Regions from separate parts of the Arabidopsis thaliana genome. Here region 2 is linked to region 1. The links are chromatin contacts, called in public capture Hi-C maps. All regions are on one chromosome and are shown on one strand. Each heading gives the region's core, a stretch centred on a gene start, on an enhancer-like site or on the middle of the called end of the contact. The rest is flanking DNA. Distances are from core to core; before and after follow the strand shown.

Region 1 (4,165 bases), core at 777-3,276:
GTATGTAACACACTGTAAACTAAAAATCGGAAAGCATAAAGTTATGTTCTTGGCGAAAATAAATGTTATTCCACGAAACACATTCAAAAAACCTTCTTCATGCACTTTGGCGAGTATGATCAAAACCGAAAGGAATCACATTCGCAGAGTATGATCAAAATCCAAGGGAGATACTTTGGCCAAAAATATATGTCAATTTGTCTATATAATATATATATATATTAACTTACTGTATTCAATAAATATTAGACACTTCAAAATCCACAAAACACTGCATATTCGATAATATATTAGACACTTAAAAATCCACAAAATAACAGCATCCATATTTGAAAATGTAACTCTTGCTACCAGGCAGACAGCATATATATATATAGTCCATCAAGGCATCAAAACGGCTGTGGCGGCAGGCCCTGACAAATACGCCTAGCTTCTAGAATCGCGGGAGAGTTGAAATAACAACCAGGGTCAAAGTCCCCTCCAAGCTTGTACTCACCAATCAACTCACCCTTGATAGAAAGGTGTCCTGTATCCTCATCGAATATTCTTCTAACTATAGTTTTGCGTTCAGTATGCTCATCACCAATCCGACACTTGGTGAAGCCCTTAAAAGTTATGTACACAATTGCAGTTTTGGCATTGAGTAGTCTCTCATTCGGCGGCAGCATATCGTCCTTGGTTTCTATCACCGCTTCCACAATCTTCAGCTTGGACAGATCGCTCTGCACCAACAACAGTTGAGAAACAAAACCAAAAGTTATTGATTATCACCAACTCATGGTGTGTCATTGATATGCAAAAAAGATACAATTAAAGAAAAAGTCAAGACTTACATCTGAGATTCTCATCCTATCATGTGATACGAGTACAAGTTGCAAATATAGAGAAATCCAATCATTGTTACGCAACTCAGATTCCTTCACCTAAATGAAAAAGCAATAATAAAAATAATAAAAAAACATATCAGTAGTCCTGCTTATAATCGATCATGAACAAAACAAAACTGATGATGCTGTGTCTTACCCGGTAGAATCGTTTTCCATCATTGAAATCTGACGGCCACTCAGGCGATTCTTCCACTGAAAAACTCTGCGGAGCTAAGACGGACTCATTGGTGGACACAGCTATATATGCAACATGCATGATTTATCAGCAAGTGATGAGACTACCTACTTTTATAGTCTACTTGTATATATATAGAAGAAGAAAAACAACAACAACAACAATGTTTACTTACCTTTAGGTCTAGCAATTAGAACCGTCAAATCCATAGTGCTAAGACAGTGTTCATCAACTTGAACCTGAAAGGTTTGCTGCGAACGGCTAACTGGATCTTGTGCAAGTAAAGTTATGTAGAAAGGGGACAAATGCATCATTAACTTGTTGAATTTCATTACATCAACGAGCTTGAAGTTCGTCCCCTGAGAAAAAGAGAGCAATTAAATGTCATGTATGTACACAAGCATTCTGTTACCACGATGGAGTTTTTTTTACCTCCAACATATTGTAGCGATGAAGCCCCGCACTAGCATAAAGCTTGACCAATACAGGATCAGGATGCCTACTATTGGGCAGATGACAGTCGTAGTGTATCAATGGAGTGCCCCCTGGTGGTGCTTGGATTCCCTCGACATCGAAACCCTAATTACGAAAAAATTAATAATAAATCACTTAGCAAGAAGAGAAATTTTCGTTCAAAAAAACAGAACAATCATAGATTAAGCAGATCTATTAAAGTTAATCTTTGTGACAAATTTAAGCAACATGCAACAACAGTCGTCATCTTGAACAACCCAAAGGTAAAAATCCTCTAAATTAACAATTAAGAAAATGAAAGAATTACATACATCGGATTCATCCACTCGAGCCCAGTAATCCTCCACTTCAAGGCATAACTCCTCGGCTTTATCATCCCCATACCTCATAATCACACTCATATCCATATTCTCTTCCTCCTCGCTGTGTGATTCGGGAATTTGTTGTTTTCAGGATTTGTTGAGTTTTTTACCCATGCAGGCGAAATGTCCTTTCTCTTCTATATATCCATCCGAAATTCATTTATGGGCTTTTGTTGGGCCTTGTCAACCCAAAATACAAGTTTAAAAAGAACATTTATTATATAAATAAAAGGAAAATTATCTAATAAATTACAGATAGTATAATAATAAAAGTATTACAATCACTGTTTTTTGAAAAAGTGTATTAAATTATATCAATTGAAATAAGATAATATAATAGATTTATAATACTAAAAAGAAAAGAATCACATATATTATTTATTAAAATATATCATCTTATTGTATAAGCTAGACTTTTCAAAGTTTGTAATTTCTTTTTGTGACACATGTCAATCAATTCACCACGCATATTCAATCATAATATTTTTATTGGATTTTGATATATGTAACATTATTGATTTTGACATGTGTTTATAGTTTTACATTTTCTTATGATAATAATTAAAAAAAAAGAAAGATAATTGTAGTTTTTGGATTAAACGTGATAAAATGTGTTGGAGATATTGGTGATACAGCTATGTATTTCCTACATGTAAATAAATGTATACGTTAATATCTCCAACGCATATCCAAAATCACACACATTGGTTTATTGGTGTGTGTATAGAAGTCGTGTCAATGTGAGACCTTTTTCTTTGTCTTATTCTCTTGTCAAACACATATTTGCTCGTTATAGTAATAAGACAACAAGGAGAACATAGACTCGCATACGAGTTGTAAAAAGCTTTAGCTGTTATCTAAAAGAAAATGAAAGTATACCATGTATAGTAAAAGCTAGAAAAAAACATGGGAGTGGGTGTTGGTTAGTAGTGTTTTATGAATTGGCGCTTACAGGTTGGTACGTAATACCTCCACTGATATTTAATGACAGTGATGTTTTTCATATGTTACTGTGAATTTGTTATTAGTGTTTGATTAATGTAAAGGATTGAAATGAAAACATATCAGTATCGTTTGGGTTGATGTATTACAGTTATTATCAAATAACGCTTCTACTAAAAGCTCTCAGCAGACAGAAGAGGTGGACCACTTGTTGGATCATCTGGAGGAGTAGAGTGAAGAATCAACAAAACGAAAGTCAAAAGAAAATAAACAACACTTCGAAATAGATGATGGTTGTTATTGCATATATTAATTCTAAAATTTAACAATTTATGGATGGATTAATGGATGGTTATTTTGTAATTGCGTATGACGAACGAAAAACAATAAGAAACCAAAAAAAGAACAACTTGCAAAGTAGGTCTGTTGAAACACTGTAAGCTAAAAATCTGAAAGCATAAAGATTAACTGACATAAGTTATGTTCTTTGCGAAAATAAAAGTTATTCCACAAACGCATTCGATAAAACATTCAAAACCTTCTTCAGAGTCTAATCCGTGAACTGATGATCGATATAGCTTCACACTATATATCCTCTTCACTTCTTAGACTTCTTCTTCGGTACACTGCACAAGCAAAAAAACACACATACACGATTTAGATAGATGTTAACCAATTTGAAACAAATTCAATTCACAACAAAATTGAAATAACACTTACGCTGCAGTTGGAGCAGGTGTAGCAGCAGGTGCTGGAGCAGCTACAGGCGCAACATCTCCACCGGGACCCTACAAGCAAACAATCCACAACACATAAGAATCTCTGATCAAAATTAAAAAAAAACTTTATAAAGTTTGTAAGAAGTTAAGCTCTGACCTTAGCTAAACGCTCCTCTCTCCTAGCATGCTTCCTTTCTCGGCTAGCCTTGTTCTTCGCCCTCTTAGCCTCAAACTGATCAGACAGAGTCTTCTCCCTAGCCTTCTCAGCCTTTGACTTGTGGATACTCTCCATCAAGACACGCTTGTTCTTGAACACATTACCCTTAACACGCATGTACATGTCATGGTACATGTGCTTGTCAATCTTCTTCGTCTCTCTGTATTTCTTCAACAGACGCCTAAGAACACGCATCCTACGCATCCACAGTACCTTTGTTGGCAACCTAGCTTCACGGGTACCCTTCCTCTTACCTATTTAATCATAAACACAGGAAAAAAGGCAAGAGTAAACAACGCTAATCATTCTTCAAAATCACGATTAAATAGAGGGATTTTCAGAGTTGTGAAGTATATACCGTATCCAGAGTGACGACCCTTCATCTTGGC
Region 2 (4,165 bases), core at 984-3,483, 81 kb after region 1:
CATGTGTTCGGATTCTTCAATATCTTCCTGCAATTTATCTGGTACATTCTTCTTAATTATATTTACAGCAGCGTCCTTGCCTCTCTGACTATTCATGGTAACAATGGAGCTTGAACCTTTTTGTGACCTCTGTACTTTAGGCAGTTTTGACTTTAAAATTTGCTCTTCATTCCTTGTCTCACTCTGAGTACCCTTAACCACAGAAGAATAATCTACATGTTCAATACTTGGAGCTTTCTCCCGCTTGGGATTACTTTCCAATGAGTTTAGAGGTTCACCTTTTATCAGGTACACGTCTTTTCTTACGTTAATACTTTCAGTTTCCTTAACACTTCGATCTGAAAATGCCACTACATTATCTTCTAGTTCCGGCTTTGAACCCATCAAAGCTGCATCTTTGTTCGTTCCTCTTAATATACTCTCCACATTAGAATCTGATACGTTATCAATCTCTTTTGCCGGGTGGATATATGAAGGTGATAGACAGGATAAAAGTGGAAGCTTCATAGTCTTGGAAACAAGCTCCTCACAGGACTCTTTGTCAGCCTCTTTTTCAGTATTGGATACGGTATGATTTCTGTCAAGCTTGTTTGACGGTGGCCTATACTTTACCCTATCCCTTAACTTTTCCTTCTTCCCAATAGGAAACTTACCAGCACGCTTTTGTGAATCAGAAACAACTAAACCATCGGGTGTACTTTTTGCATCCGTCTTGTTTGTAGAACCATATCCAGCATCTTTCAAAATCTTTTCTTTCGATCCCAACTGAATAAGATCATCAGAGAGAGGTGATAACAGCTGATCTTTATGCAAAGGGAATGACACCATAGCCTACACACACAAAGGTATATGTCAAACTCATATTCATCATTGTTCAATCTTTAAGGAGAAGGAAGAAACAGAAAAAGAAAACAAAATCACCATAAGAATTTTAGTGGGCGAATCACAAATCCCATTCAGTAAATCTTGTTCAACTTCTGAGAGGCAATTCACCCGCGATGCTGATGGTAGCATATTGAGGCCTTCTTTAGTAAAGGTAGAAACGTTTTTGAGTGACGAGAGGTCACTTGAACCAACTTTTATACGAAACCTGAGAGTCTTATGATTTGATGGAGCAGAAGAAGAAGTTTTTGCGTCAGACATGTGTTTGCTATCAGGTGTCCCTATATGACTTGATTTGACAAACTTGTTTAATTTGACCAAAACATCAGAAGCAGGAGGTTTTGAAGCGGATCCGGATATTGATAGTTGAGGTACTAGTGATGAAGCTGAGCAATTAGATCGACCACCCTATAAACAGAAAATGACATTCACTATAAAAGCTTAAATTCAAGCTCTAGTCGAAGTTTGAGTTGTTTAATGATCTTTACCAATTGGTTTTGTTGAACTTCTGGTGAAGTCTTAGGACGTGAACAAACAGGAGATCTCTGATACATAGACAAAAAGGAACCATAGCCACCAAACTTTGCACCTATAAACATTCATTGAATTCATAAATGAACATAAGAGAAAGCAACAAAGTTTAAATATACAAGAAAACTTACCCAAATTTTCAGCAGAAACTCCACCTTCAAAATCTTTCTGAAAATGTCCCAAGACGTTTTCGAGTTTCTCATCCTTAAGAAAAGGAAAAAAGAAAGGATTCTATCTAAGTAGTAGTTGTAGAAGAAGAAAAGGAAAACATAGTTAAGAGGTCAGAAGAAGCTTACAATGTAAGAGAGAGCAACATCTGGGTCAACGCAAGAAACATAAGAATGTGTACTTTCTTCCTCAAAGTCACAATCTTGCATGATTTCTTCACCTAATCCACCAAACCCTAACCCTAATTCGCTTCTAGCATCGCTACTACTCACCAAAATCATCTAAAACCCAAACCTATATATATCATATCAATCGAAGAAGCTAAAATCTTCCAAATTTCCTCAGAAAAAAACTTAGATCGATCGAGAGAATAAGCAAAACTCTTAAATACCCATTTACATAGAGAGACTTGAACAAAGCAGCCCGATAAAATCAATCAGCTGAATTCGTTGGATAATGCGATTCAGAATCCAGAAAGCGAATAACGCCCAGATTTGGGAGAGCTCACGTGAAGAGCTTTGAAGAGAGAAAGCTTTAAAAAAAAACTTGAAGATCGAAACGACAGAGGAGGTTCCTCACGTTGCAAATTCAAAATTCCGTTTTTTGATTCCTCATTCTCTGTTTTCTCGAACAAACGAAAAAGAGGAAAAAAAATTAACTCAACAAAAATAATTTCCTAAAAAAAAAAATTGATTTCGGACCAGCTCGCCCAAACAAAGCAAATCCCACGTGACAAGTGATGTCATAGTGGTCAAGTTCGTCATTTCAGTCTTCAAAGATTTGTCTTTTTTTTGCAAGTAAAATCTCCTTAATCATAAAAATTTTTACTGTAATTTAAAAAACTTTCGCCATATGGATTCTATGCTTCACGTAATTAATGGAATTTAGTCACGTGTGGAAAACAAAAACGCTATTTTTGGAATGCCAATTGAAATAATTGTTTGGAGAAAATATTCTGAAATTACTAACAACACCATAATCAAACAGATAATATAAAACACAAACCTAATATAACAAACTGATGATTTTATTTCCTACCCAAACCAAAAACAGAATTCTTTTATGAACCGTTGTGGAAATTTTTTTAAGAAAACCTTTTACCATTGAATAATCTGCTTCACTTGTGTGTTATATTATTACATGGAACTATGGAAGCGAAGAATCACTTGTGCGTAACCAATCAAAGGTAATTCAAACCAAGAAAATTATTTTACATTATTGATTCTTTAATTTTACTATCAATTGACTAACCAAATCAACAGAACTGTTCAGAGAAAATAGTCTGGGAAAAAAATATGAAATGTCTTCATTATAAGCTAATTTTTATGTACTGAGAGGGGTTTAGCTCGAACGGCCTTGAAATTGATCTCGAAGCATCTCATACTTCTTAAGCTCAGTTATGGAGAGTGATGGCGAGAGCTGATCCATTGCCTACAAAGAAGACAAAGTGGGAAACTATTATAACTCTCGACTGATAAAACCGAACCATAACAAATTAACATTTCTACTCAACCATGAAAATGGCAACTCTTTTTGATGAGTAGATGAAGGAAAAGAGTTTTAACCTTTATAAAATCCACATACTCTACAACGACTGAATCGGGATCATCTTCTTCTGTAGGCATATCCCCTGAATCCGATTTTGACACCTGCATTTGCCAAGTATGCAGATACAAAGCGATTTCAATAAAAGCTTTTACAGAGACTTATATAGTCTTAAATTTCAACCCTATCCCTCTCACCTTTCGCTTAGCTGCCTGAAACCAAGCATCAGCACACAAGGCGTACATATCAGCGCCGGTGAATGTAGAGGGACACTTCTTTGCTACTGAATAAAGAGATACATCTTCGCTTAACTTAAATTTCCGAGTCAGTGCTTTAAGTACCCTGTCAAAAACAAGAATCAGGAAGCTTCTAATTTTTTTTGTCTTTGGACATGCTTTTGATTGTTTAAATGCCTAACCTTTCCCTGTAAGACGCATCAGCGTTGACTCCAACATATAGAAGTTTGTCGAATCTGCCAGGCCGTAAAAGAGCTGGATCAATCAAGTCAGGTCTGTTGCTTGCTCCTATAATAAACAGATCCTGGGAAGAGTCGCTGAGTCCATCGATCTCTGCAAGCATCTGAGATACCACTCGATCCATGACTCCTCCAGAATCACCAGAAGCACCTCGAGCTGGAGCAAGAGAATCAAGCTCATCAAAGAAGATCACACAAGGTCGCGCTGACCTTGCCTGCAATTGAAGAAAACACACTAGTTTAAGAATCAGAACCAAAGACTCAATATGCTTCTCCTAGGGAAGAAGAAATATAACTTACCTTTTCAAATATATCTCGAACATTTTTCTCTGACTCTCCAATATACATGTTGATTAATTCTGGACCCTTTACACTGAGGAAATTTAAGGAGCACTCTGTCGCCACAGCTTTTGCCAGTAAAGTCTGTAAATTTAATTCAAAAACTCAAAAATATAACTGCCAAAAAACAGACTATTAAGAGATGCTAAAAGTGAAAGAAAAAATGGCTTACTTACTTTCCCTGTTCCTGGAGGGCCATAGAGAAGTACACCAGAACGTTTACGC

Evidence for each region. Capture Hi-C pulls out chosen DNA fragments and counts their contacts.
Region 2: a capture Hi-C map of seedling shows a contact between it and region 1, with 1.5 times the contacts expected there. The contact joins the promoter of AT1G02990 here to the promoter of AT1G02770 in region 1. A contact is called at or near these places in 2 of 3 other capture datasets (root and seedling).

The regions. Positions count from the first base shown.
Region 1 is chr1:604,682-608,846 of TAIR10.1, forward strand. It overlaps AT1G02770, which reads right to left and starts at 2,027. Exons shown (of 6, transcript NM_100156.5): 1 at 1,848-2,027; 2 at 1,495-1,641; 3 at 1,238-1,421; 4 at 1,024-1,124; 5 at 834-923; 6 at 192-722. The coding sequence starts at 1,943. The coding sequence ends at 390. emb2386 (Ribosomal protein L19e family protein) reads right to left here. Exons shown (of 5, transcript NM_100157.4): 2 at 4,135-4,165; 3 at 3,717-4,030; 4 at 3,561-3,628; 5 at 3,118-3,466. The coding sequence ends at 3,439.
Region 2 is chr1:685,135-689,299 of TAIR10.1, forward strand. It overlaps AT1G02990, which reads right to left and starts at 2,234. Exons shown (of 10, transcript NM_001331374.1): 1 at 1,710-2,234; 2 at 1,545-1,617; 3 at 1,371-1,471; 4 at 922-1,290; 5 at 1-831. The coding sequence starts at 1,862. It overlaps PEX6 (peroxin 6), which reads right to left. Exons shown (of 13, transcript NM_100181.5): 8 at 4,117-4,165; 9 at 3,902-4,024; 10 at 3,545-3,816; 11 at 3,324-3,468; 12 at 3,147-3,230; 13 at 2,661-3,012. The coding sequence ends at 2,923.